Regions from separate parts of the Sus scrofa genome. Here region 1 is linked to region 2. A link is a contact called in public HiChIP or PLAC-seq data. All regions are on one chromosome and are shown on one strand. The core of a region is the stretch at or near the end of the contact, and the rest is flanking DNA. Distances in the headings are between cores, read along the strand shown. Region 1 overlaps COMMD7 (COMM domain-containing protein 7). Region 2 overlaps NOL4L (nucleolar protein 4-like).

Region 1 (6,124 bases), core at 1,821-4,320, 130 kb before region 2:
TGAGCAGCTTTCCCAGGAGCGGGGGCTGGGTGGAGCCCCTGTCCCCCGCATCCATCCTCCCCCAGCCCACAGCCACACTGCTGACCTGGCTTAGTAGTGAGAGGGGCCTGGGGATTGAGGTACAGAACAGTCTGGGAGCATCTGGCAGTGATCTCAGCCAGGTTGCCCAGAACAACACGGGGTGGGGAGGGGGAATGCCGGAACTGAGGAGGCAAAACCAGGCTCGGGTTGGAATCCCAGCTCGCCTGTGCCCCTGGTCATATTACCTCACCGCCTCGAGCCTTGGTTTCCTTGTCTGCAAAACAGGGTTATTATCAGAATTGAGATTTCATCATCATAATGGTAGAGCTGCTTACACAATGCACGGTATGCAGTTGGTGCTCAATAAATGTCACTCTCCTCCACTGACTAGCTGATTAAACTCATTTTCCAAACCCCACAGCCTGGAGACGAGTTTTGGCACTTGTCCTGTGTTCACGCGGCTGTCGGGGATGTACTTTGGTTGCCAAATGTTAGAATTGCTGAAACACTTACAGGGAGGTGGGGGAGACTGTTTGAAAGTGGCACCGTCCCTTACTGATGGGACCCGGCGTCACAGGGCCTCCTCTGCAAGTGCCAGGAGACGACCGACAGATCCTCAGCACCGCCCCCCCACCCCCTGCCGCCTGAGGCTGGGCTGGCTCAGCCCACAACTACTTCTTTTTGGCAACTCCTTTTCTAGAAGGCTCCCAGAAGACACCGCCTACTGTCCTGACAGTGTTCTGGGCGTTCCGTCTGGTCTGGAGCCGGAGGTGGCTGCAGGGGGTGGAAGGGAGCTGGGCCAGTCCTGGGGGCGTCGGTCCAGGCGGGGGTGGGGTGCGGGTATGTGGTGTTCCGGCCTGGTCCTCTCTGCCCCCTGCCCCTGGGCTGAGGGAAACTGGCAGGGGTCTAGTGCTTTCCCGTGGGCGGGTGTGAAAGTGTTGGAAAAACTGGAAGGGGCTTCTCCTGTGCGGGCATAATGAGCTTTAAAAACCCTTCTGTCTTTTCTGTGAGGCAGAAACGACAAGCTAGAAATGACCTTGATCACCAGCGATGTTCTGGGAGGATTTTAAAATGATAATGGGGCACACAAGGGTGTTCCTGGTCAAATATGTTTGGGAAATGCCACCTGAAACATAATCAAATAAAGTTGGGAAACACCGACTTCAACATCCGACGACACGGTTTCTTCTCTGCAAGGTTTCTCAGCGCCTTTCAGGTGCATCGTGAGATTCTGAGAGGCCGCGGCTTTGTCTACACAGCAGCTAGGCCTCTCTGACAACGGTGTCCTTTCAGCTGTCCTGGACCATCTCATGAGCTCAGAGGGCTATGGAAGCCACTTTGGGAAATGCCACCATAGTCAAAACCTCCCCCTCCACCACGCAACTGGAGGAATCTTGGGACATAGGGTCCAAATAAAAGGATTTGGAAGATGCTCTAGCCTTTGTTTTGTTTATTTCTTTATTTACTTATTTATTCACTTATTTATTTATTTGTCTTTTTGGCCACTCCAAGGCATATAGATAGAGTTCCCAGAACCAGGAATCGAATCCAAGCCAGAGCCGTGACCTACACCATAGCTGTAGCAATGCTGAATCCTTAACCCCCTGCGCCAGGCCAGGGATCAAACCCACATCCCTGCAGCTGCAGAGCCACTGTCGATCCCACTGCACTACAGCAGGAACTCCTCTAGCCTTTATTTTAATTTTCAGATGTTTAAATTTTTGTCTTTTTTAGGGCCGCACCTGTGGCGTATGTAAGTTCCTGGGCTAAGGGTCGACTCAGAGCTGCAGCTGCAAATCTGTGCCACAGCCACCGCAACAGTGGATCTGAGCTGCATCCATGACCCACACCGCAGTTTGCGGCAACGCCAGATCCTTAACCTACTGAGCGAGGCCAGGGATTGAACTTGCATCCTTATGTATATTAGTCGGGTTCTTAACCCTCTGAGCCACAACAGAAGCTTCCCTCACCTTTATTTTGAAGCTAAGACTTGGAGTTCTCTTATGGCACAGTGGGCTATGGATCTGGTGTTTTCGCTGTAGTGGCATGGGTTCAATCCCTGGCCAGGGGACTTCCACATGCTGTGGGTGTGGCCAAAAATTTTTTAAAAAGCTAAGACTTTAATCCTTATTTTCCCTGTCTTAACACATTTAATCTTGACAACCACTTTATAAAGTAAGCGCTGTCATCAGCTCCATTTTCCAAAGGGTAAACCAAGGCACAGAGAGACAAGTCCTAGCCCAAGGTTCATATCTAGTAAGTGGTGCTGCTGGGATTTGAACCCAGGTTGCTGAGTGAAGGGCTACTGTCATGGCCACTGCACGGTCCACCTTCGCTCTGGGGTCTCCGGAAGCTGCCCACTCAGCAGCCGTGCACTGAAGCTCCTGTCTGAGGGCGAAGCTTCTTGCAAGTGGCTGGTCTCAGGAGCTCTCAGGGGAGCCTGTGGCTTCTATTTCCCAGATGGCCAGGGTGGCCTTCTTCTAGCTCTGAGTCGGGCCCGGGGATGTGCCGTGGGTGCCCTACTGCCCCCAGCTGCGCCGCCAGCAGCCTGGCCCCACCGGAGGCCACGTTAAGACCATGTTATGCTCTCATTTCATCTCACCCTGTTTAGCACCATCCGTAGAGAGCGCCCCGGAGGGGAACCCAGGCTCAGAGAGGGGAAGTAACTTGCCCAGACACACAACCAGGAGACAGTGAGCCTGGGGTTGGAGCCAGGTCATTGGACTCCAGAGCTAGATGTTCAAGACACGAGTTCCCTTGGTAACAAAACAGTGGGCTCCCATGGCCAGGGCAGCGGAGCCACCGTGGGCCACACCCCATCAGGCCCCACTCTCCTCTGCCCAGCGGCCACGCCTGCAGACCCATTCAGCCCCCACGCTGGACAGATATGATCTCGGGTTCCCTGATAATCTCCCTGGGCCTCCCCTTCCCAGCCGCACATGGCCCAACAGTCAGTAGCCTAAAAACAGGCAGATAGGTCACCAGCACTGAGCGCCTCCGTGAGAAGCAGTTGCCATGGTGGCCGCTTGGCCGCGTGGAGCTTTATCTCCACCTCCTGGAGCAGGGCCCCTGGAGCTTCCTCCTTCTGGGGTGCAGACTTTTCACTCTGAGTGGTTTGTTTCTTCCCCTTTAGCTCACTGGTTCCTGGAGATAGAGTTGTTCATCTGTCTGTCCATCTGCGGACTGGGCACCTCTTGTGGGCTGGGCCCCCGCCAGGCTCACTTCTGCAGGCAGCTTGCTGGCCCTCACCTGCCCCAAGGGTGGCCAGGACCTCAGGTGCTTCCAGATCACCTTGGAAGCAAGGGTGCACGCCTGCGAGTGCAGGATCTGTTGGTAGAACAGGACCTGGGTTCAAATCCTACTGCCAATAATTTAATAATAAAGACACAACCCAATTTTTTTTTCTTGTCTGTGCCCTTGGCACAAAGATGTTTCTGGGCCAGGGACTGAAGCCACAGCACAGCAGCAGCCCAAGCGCTGCAGTGACAACGCCAGATCCTTAACCCGCTGCACCACAAGAGAACGCCACGTCTCATTTTTCTTTCTTTCTTTTTTTTTTTTAGGGCCACACCTGTGGCATATGGAAGTTCCCAGGCTAGGGATCAAATCAAAGCTGCAGCTGCCAGCCTATACCACAGCCACAGCAATGCCAGACCCGAGCTGGATCTGCAACCTGTGCGGCAGCTTTCGGCAGTGCCAGATCCTTAACTCACTGAGTGAGGCCAACATCCTCGTGGATACTAGTCGAGTTCTTAACTCCCTGAGTCACAACGGAAATTCCCACGCCCCCCCCCCCCACTTTTTTTTAATGGGCAAAGGACATAGACTTTCTGCAAGGAAGATAAATGGCCAACAAGCAGATGAAAGACGCTTCATGAACATCACCAGCCATCAGGGACAGGCACGTGCAACCCAAACCACACGAGCGACCTTGTCACACCCGCTACGGTGGCTAGAATCCGAAAGACAGAGAATAACACAGGTTGGTGAGAATGTGGAGACACCATGCCCTTCTCTGCCGTTGGCGGGAATGTTAGCGGTGCAGTCATGTTAGAAAAACGCCTGGCAGTTCCTCCAAAGGTTAAACAGAATTACCCCATGACCCGGCAATCCCACTCCCAGCTCTCTACCCCAGAGAAGTGAAACGGTGTGTCCACACCCAAAACTTACACAAACATCACTAGCATTATTTGTAATAGCCAAAAGGTAGAAAGAGCCTAAGTGCTTTTCGACTGAGGAACTAATAAACATAAGATGGAATATGACTTGACCGTGAAAAGGAATGACATAATGAGACACGCTACAGCGCGGATGAGCCTTGAAGATACACTGAGTGAAAGAAGCCGGTCATGATGACCACATAGTGCGTGGATGCATTTGTGTGAATTGTCTAGAACAGGCAAGTCTAGGGAGGGGGTTGGAGGAAGTCGGGGGGTGGGGGTCCCTGCTGATGGGTAGGGTTTGAGGGGAAGGGATGATGACACTATTAGAACACAGTGGTGATGGTTGCACGACTCTGTGATGATGCTAAGAGCCATTGAGTTGGGCACTAAATGAGTAAACTGTATGCTATTGTGAATTGTATCTCCATAAAGCTGCTGTAAAAAATTGGGAAATACACATAAGCCTAAGAAAAAAGAAAAAAAAAAAGTTAAGGTCCATAATCCTATCACCTAGAGACAACCACTGTTATGTTTTAATGATACTCTCCCAAATTATACTCTGTTGCCCTATGTGCTGCTTTTTCATTTAATAATACATTGTAAACATCTTTCCATGTCAATAAATATACTTCTACAGAAAAACAAATCCTACTTCCACCACTCACTGGCTGTGCGCCGGAGCCCTGGTCTCTCCACCTGCAAGGTGGGGTAACCACAGGACCCCCCACGGAGCAAGCTGTGAGGAAGAAGGCAGGCGACCGGGTACCCCCAGCCCAGGAAGACACTCTGGCAACAGAGGCTTTGTTATGTGATTACGCTCGTGCCAGCCAGGAGTGCTCCAACCAGGGGCAGCTCATTTCTGTATGTTCTGTATGTTTCAAACACACCAAGATTCAAAACATCCATAGTTCAGGGCCAGACCCTGGGAGAGTCCTGGAGGTGGTTGTGACCCTCGATGGAAAAAAAACCCACTCGTCAGAGCACCTACTGTGTGCCTGGCCCTGGCTCAAGGTATCTCCTTTCATCCTTGTGATGGGTGTTATCCACCCCTTATGTCGGAAGGGGAAACCGAGGCCTGGGGAGGTGCAGTCACTTGACCTTTTCAAACAGCTGCAGGTGGAGTGCATTTCCAGGTTAGCCGGTTGAAAGAGGATTCTTGCTTCTTCTTTTAAAGCGATGTCTTTAAAAAAGCTTGAGTTCTATCCAAATGGGGGATTGTGTTCTTATTCCCAAACGAGGAAGTGGCCGCTCCAAGATTTAAATCACGAGGATGTGCTGGTGTGGTGTGAGTCCAGGCTCGGGCTGTGGGGACGCAGTGGGACCTTGAGTATGTGTCTGCTGGAATGGCAGCCTGGCAGGGTGGGAGCCAGGGTGGGCAGGGTTCCACGTCTGGGTAGGGGTTAGGGGCCAGGCCCGGGAGACAGACAGTTGAGGTTGGAATCCCCCATCTGCTGGGGACTTGGGCAGCTTCCTCACAGTGTGAGCTCGCGTCCCCTGTCTCTATTAGGTGGGTGTAAGAATTAACTCAGTTTAGAGTTCTCTTTGTGTCTCAGTGAGTTGAGGACCCACCATTGTCTCTGTCAGGATTTGGGTTCAATCCCTGGCCGTGCTCAGTGGATTAAGGATTGGCATTGCTGTGAGCTGTGGTGTAGGTCACAGACGTGGCCCGGATCCCATGTTGCTGTGGCTGTGGCATAGGCCTCAGCTGCAGCTCCTACTCGACCCCCAGCCTGGGAACCACCATATGCCACAGGTGTGGCCGTAAAAAGCAAAAAAAATGAATTAGATAAGTTAGAGCACCTTGTGTCACTTGGCCGCCTCCTGATGCAGAATAAGCTTTGGCACCACCGGGTGGGTTGGGTGGAGGGTGCGGGGAGCCCAGGAGGAGGGGCCAGGAGAGGGGCCACTGCTCAGCTCAGCCTTTTCACACTGCTCTCCAG
Region 2 (6,139 bases), core at 1,846-4,345:
AGCTTTGTTTGGCTTGGGAACTGGGAACCGCCTTAACTGTACGATGCTTAAGGAAATGCTCGGAAGAGGGATTTGGCTGGGGTGGGGTGGAGGTCACCCGCTCCCTGGCAAACTCTCTGTCATCAGCAGGGGGACCGAAAATAATTTGATCTCCACATTAGGGTGATGTTATCCTGATCTTTCCTGAGATCGCAGTGTCTGAACTAAGACCACGTTGTAGAAATCAGATCCACATCTGAAGGAGAAAGGCAAAGCATCTGTGTTCCTTCCCCAACGCATACTTTCGTTTTATAGAAGCAGAGGCTGAGACCCCGGGAGGTTCAGCAACTTTCCCAGGCAGCCCCTGGCTCAGCGCTTTTTCAGTCCCCGCCCCCCCTGCCCCCCAACTCCTTGCTCTGTCCAAAGCAGGAAAGGAGGCTGTCGGCACCTTCCTTCACCTCCCGCCTCCGTCTCACCAGTTCTTGGAGCAGCACTAATGTCCCGCTAATGGTTTTAATGGTTCTCCCAGCAGTGTGTGAAGTGGTGCCCTGCTCCATTGTTTAAACCCGCGTGATGGAGCCTCTTACTTGCCTCCATTAACCTCTGCCTCCCTTTCCTCTGCTGCTGCCGCTGGCCCAGAGTTTTCCTTGGGTCCTGGAGATTGGGGGAGGAGGGGCAGACCCTCCCCCTCCCTCCACACATTTATGGAGCCTGCAGGGTAGCCCCTGTCCAGAGCCCCGTGGTCTCCCAAGTACTGGCCCTCCTCCTCCTTTCCGTGGGCCAGTATGAAGTGGCCCTGTTCTCTGCTGAGATTCCAGCCCCCCCACCTAAGCCAGAGACCCTAGAGTCAGGCTGACAGTACCAGTTCTACCACCCACCAGCTGTGTGAGTCTGGGCAAATTGCTTCACCTCTCTGTGCTCCCTTTCACGCATGTTACTTGAGAGTAATAACAGCACTCCTACCTCGTAGAGTTATTCTGAGGGAAATGACCCAAAGCAGGCTCAGTGCTGGACACCGTAGGAGCAACAAAGGAAGCCTCAGTGACTTCTGCTACTATTGACAGCAATGTTACTCTGCAACTTCGGTTTAATAGACACAGTGAACGACCTTGTACAGGAGACCAGGGCCACAAAGATGAATAAGACAGCACAGTTACTTTCAAGGAGCTCTTCTAAGTAGAGGGGACAAGAATGCAACCGTGGACAGAAAATAGAAACAGGAAGGGACCAGGGACCTGCCAGGTGGCTCAGGGGACACTCGCTTATTTTATTTTTTTATTATTATTTTTTTAATGTAATGATTTTTATTTTTTTCCATTATAGCTGGTTTATGTTCGCTTATTTTAAAATGAGGTTTGAGGAGTTCCCACTGTGGCACAGCGGATTAAAGATCCCTAGTTGTCTCTGCCGCTGCTCAGGTCTCTGTGGGGGCACAGGTTCCATCCCTGGCTCGGAAAAACTTCCATATGCCACGGGTGCAGCCAATTAATAAATACAACAAATTAAAAAATAAAAAATAAATAAAATGAGATTCGGACCAGCAAAGAGGGCCCAGGTGAGAGACGCTGAGGGGTAATAGCCCTGGGAGGGCCTGAACTGGAGAAGGCCGGAGCCAGTTTGGGGAAAGGAAGAGAAGGAGGAGGTGGAATAGGGGACTCAGAGCCTATGCCTCTTGGAAGTAAGGCCACACACGCACGCACGGAAAAGCCCTTTCTTCAGTCAGTGCTGGGAGCCAGGCGAGGATCTGGGCAGGAAATGAGCACATTCCAAGCGTGGGACTTTCTCAGGCTTCCATCTTCCTTAGTGGAGAAGGAAACAAGCCCACTCTGAAAAGCTCTTCACATTCACTTTTTTTCTCAATTATGGAAAAATATGTGTAAAACGTGGCATTTTAGCCACTTTAAGTGTATCATTCAGTGGATTAAGTACATTCACAGTGTTGTGCAATCATTACCACTATTTCCAAAATTTTTTCATCACCCCAAATAGAAACTCTGTAACCATTAAGCAATAATCCCTCGGTCTCCCCACCCCCAGTGCCTAGTGAGCGCTGTTTTGCTTTCCATCTCTATAAATTTGACTGTCTAGATACCTCATATAAGTAGAATCACATCCTGTTTGACCTTCTGTGTCTGCCTGATTTCACTTAGCGTGTTTCCAAGGTTCATCCATGTTGCAGCATGTGTCAAAACTTCATTCCTGTTTATGGCTGGATCATATTCCATTGTATGGCTAGACCACATTTTGTTTATCCACTCATCCTTTGATGGATATTTGGGTTGTTTCCACTTTGGGGCTAGCCACGTTCACTTTTTAATCTTTTGGACCAGGTTGTGGGCCATGGAGGGATTCAAACAGGGATCTGCTCCTTCTCTCTCTGAGTCCTTACCCCTCTTTGTGGCTTCCTTTTCTTGTGGACGTTCTCAACCTCCTTCCTGCTCAGAAGGACCCCAAGAAAATAGGCAGACTGAAAGAAGAAGCATAGTTCACCGGTTACCGTGAGAGCCTGTCACTTACCTAAACAGTGCCTGACTCACAGGACTTTCAGCTGTGGAGAACCTGTGAGTTTTGACTCTGACACCTGGCCTTAAGAGCTTGACATCAGCCCAGGCACGGTGTGAGCTCAGAGGAGAAACAGCAGAATGGAAATTTTGCCATGTCCGTGGCTGTGGCTCACAATATGTGTAATCTTTAATGGTCTCTTAAGGAAGCAGAGGTTCTGATGTGTTTCTTGAAAGTTAAACAATAATCATCATGGACTAGAAATAGAATGTAGAGTGTCTAAATGACTAGAAAAAATAAAAGAGCCAAAGAAAATTTGATCAGCCCAGCAAGAGTAATTAAATAAAGGAATAAAAAAGAAGCAGCCAGAAAGAGATATAATAAATAGAAAACATAGGTAACCTAGCAGAAACAAGATCACACTCTAGAAAACCACAATACATGTAAATGGGTTAAATTCCACTACAAAGAGTCAGAAAGACTCAGATGAGGTATTTTTTATTTTTGTTTTTGTTTTTTATTTTTTCATTTTTGGCCGCACTGCAGCACATGGAGCTCCCAGGCCAGGGATCAGATCTGAGTCACACTCACGACCTAAGCTACAGCTGAGGCAATGCCGGATCCTTAATCTACTGTTTCAGGCTGAGGGTCGAACCTGTGACCCAGTGCTCCCAAGATGCCACCAATCCATTGCACCACAGTGGGAACTCCAGATGAGGTTTTTTTTTTTAATAGTAAAACCCATTTGGTATTTACAAAAGATTTTTTTTTTTTTTAATGACGAAAGAAGAAGATGAAAACACAAGAAAGAGAGGGCAGTGCTCTTCACGTCAAACAAGAGCAAAGTAAGCATGTTCAAGGCAAAAAGAAATAAGGCACAGGGAGGTACTTTATGTTTTTCAAAGGCACAGTTCCCAGTTAGATTTTGGAGCCTCTTGACTTTGGAGGTCTGCCCTTGGGGAGGTTGAGGCCTCTTGACCTCCAAGATCTGCTGTGGGGGAGAGGTTGAGGAGGGCAATAGGTCCTATGAACATAAAGAATACCTTGGGCTTCACTGTGAGAGGCAGCATCTTTCTTTCACAGCCCTCAGTATCTTCCCCATCATCGGTCTCTTAACCTTTATAATTTTTTGCTACTGTCTTGCTGTAGCCACTTCTCTAGAGCGGTATCTCCATACTTTGAGCATCAGTGTCTGCTTTCTGGAAATGCACATGAAGTGCTATTAAGGTGTGGATTCTGTGAACTGGTGAAAATGTGGGGTCTTCTGCCTTTGCTGCCTGGATTTTAGTCCCTTTTCTCCTCTCCCCACTGGGCTCACCCACCAAGGTATGCTGGGGCTACTTTCTCTGTTCCCAGCTCCTTCCCTTCTTTCCAACTCCTGGCCCTCCTGGTCCACTGCTATCTTCCTTTTCTGGTTCCATTTCTTGCCTCCCTCCTCTTAGACACCCCCCATAGGCCTCTGGCATCAGCCTGCCTCTTACTTTTATGTAGCCAAGCCTGGGGGCCCCAGCTTGCCTCCATGAGAACCCAAGAAAGGCCTGAAATGCCACTGGCCCCATTTTCAAGCTCTGAGAAGCTGTAGCACAAACCCTTCCCCATTTCAGTAAAATGCCTGGCACTGCAGAAGGTTTGTGCTGCAGCAAGAAAAACAAAAAGCCACTGAAATACTGACCTTGACCACAGCTGCTGTTTCGGTTTCTCCAGGCAAAGAATGATCCTTGGCACATTGCTGCTGTGAGAAGATGTGCAGGTGGGGTAGCTGCTCTCAGGTTCTGCTCTGTGCTCCTCAGACCCTCCCCCCACAACCCCAGGGCAGCTAACCCTCAGAAACAGCTTCTCAAGTGTTCATCTTTTTTGTTTATTTGTATTCATTTTTATTTTTAGCAATACAGTACATATTTAAAAATCGTATAGAAGACCAGCAGATCCTGCCCCAGCTCCCCACTTCAGTTTCTACCCTTCAGAGGCAGCCTCCTTTCTTTCTTATCATTTGGCTATCTCTTCTGGTATTTATCTCCTATTTCTAAATAACACGTGCTGACACTGCTAGTTCTTGATTTTTCAATTTGGGCTATTTTGGTTGTTGTTTAATTTCTTGCTGTAGGAGATAAGTGTTTACACTATTACACCCTCTCACAAACACATGTATTATTTCTCCATCTCTCAATATTATCTATACCTTCTTATTTAGATAAGTTATTATATTTATATTATTGTGACTGTAGAGGTTATTCATAGTTAAGCCAGTTAGCATCCTGTGAGTACATTTTCTTGCTTTTGATTCCCCAGAGTTAGCCATTGCTCCTTTTTTTTCAACCTTAGCCCTCTATCTTTTTGGCGGAGGGGCATTTTTGGCCACCCCGTGGCATATGGAGCTCCCTGGCCAGAGAGCAGATCAGAGCCCCAGTCACAACCTAAGCTGTAGCTGTGGCAATGCCAGCTCTCCAACCCACCATGCCGGGCCAGGAATCGAACCCATATCCCAGCAGCTTCCAAGACACCACCGATCCCATTGTGCCAAAGCCGGAGCTCCTGCCCTCTATCTTTTGATCTCACTTACGGTATATGTATTTTGTTATTTTTATTTTTATATGCTCAAATGTATTTTTTTTCTTTAATAGCTTCTGTATTTGAGTCTTAAAGAGGCTAACTCCACTCTGCGTTCATGTTCTCTTTTAGTATTTTCATGTTTTCATTTTTTAAAGAGTATTTTTGGAACAGTTTTAGACTTACAGAAAAACTGAGAAGATAGTACAGAATTCCCACGCTGTCCCCTGCGCGCAGAGTTCCCCCTGTTATTACTCTCTTACTTTAGTGTGATACATTTGTTACCATTTATGAACCAGTACTGATACATCATTGTTAACTAGATTTCCTTAGTTTTTACCTAATGTCCTTTCTCTGTTCTGCAGTCCTATCTCGGATACAGTATTAATTTACTTGTCACATCTCCTTAGGCTCTTCTTGGCTGTGACAGTTTCTCAGCCTCTCCTTGGCTCTGATGACCTTGGCAGTTTCAAAAGTCAAGTATTGTATAGAATTTTGGAATTTATCTGATGTTTTCCCCAATATAAAACCGGGGTTTGGGGTTATTAGGAGGAAGGCCACAGACACAGTGCCATTTTTACCACATCCTATGACGGGTATATACTGTCACGGTGATTCATGACTGTTGGTGTCGCCTTGGTCACACCTGGCTGAGACAGTATTTGTCAGGCCTCCTGATGGTCGAGTCCTTTTACCCGCACCCCCACTCTACGCTGTTCACTCGGGAAGGAAGTCGCGGTGCGCAGCCCACACCTGAGGAGCGGGGGTTATCTTCTCCCTCCCTGAGGGCCGAGTACCCACATACACTGTTTGGAATTCTTTTGCATAGGAGATTTGTCTCTCCTTCCTCATTTATAAATTTATTCACTCATTCAATCATTTATCTATATGGCTACTTATTTATTCTATACTTTGGGCTACAGTTCAGTCGTGCTTTATTCTGATGCTCAAACTCTTCCAGCTTTGGCCCCTGGGAACACTTTCATTTGGCTCCTGGGCTCTTTTGATATACCCTCATCGATGCGTTTTTGCAGGATGTTGTATCATTTTAGCATTCCTTTACTTTCTGGTACTGCAAGATGTGACAGGCTCATCTTTTTGTATTTTCTTC

The links. HiChIP or PLAC-seq counts read pairs in DNA pulled down with a chosen protein or histone mark.
Region 1: a contact with region 2 is called in an H3K27ac HiChIP or PLAC-seq map of alveolar macrophages. The contact joins two enhancer-like sites. A contact is called at or near these places in 3 of 47 Hi-C or Micro-C datasets (adipose tissue, epiblast stem cells and liver) and 1 of 2 datasets of contacts at active chromatin or transcription factors (alveolar macrophages).

The regions. Positions count from the first base shown.
Region 1 is chr17:36,251,572-36,257,695 of Sscrofa11.1, reverse strand. COMMD7 (COMM domain-containing protein 7) reads left to right here. Exons shown (of 7, transcript XM_021077441.1): 7 at 1,219-1,453. The coding sequence ends at 1,248. Among named protein-coding and RNA genes, the nearest start is that of NOL4L, 54 kb to the right of the region's middle. Within about 2 kb of position 3,070, at least 5 of the 83 cell types and tissues checked have an H3K27ac peak or open chromatin away from gene starts, as enhancers often do. A contact at or near this core is called in alveolar macrophages, where this site is marked.
Region 2 is chr17:36,124,232-36,130,370 of Sscrofa11.1, reverse strand. All of the region lies in intron 4 of NOL4L (nucleolar protein 4-like), which reads left to right. Among named protein-coding and RNA genes, the nearest start is that of NOL4L, 74 kb to the left of the region's middle. Within about 2 kb of position 3,095, at least 6 of the 83 cell types and tissues checked have an H3K27ac peak or open chromatin away from gene starts, as enhancers often do. A contact at or near this core is called in alveolar macrophages, where this site is marked.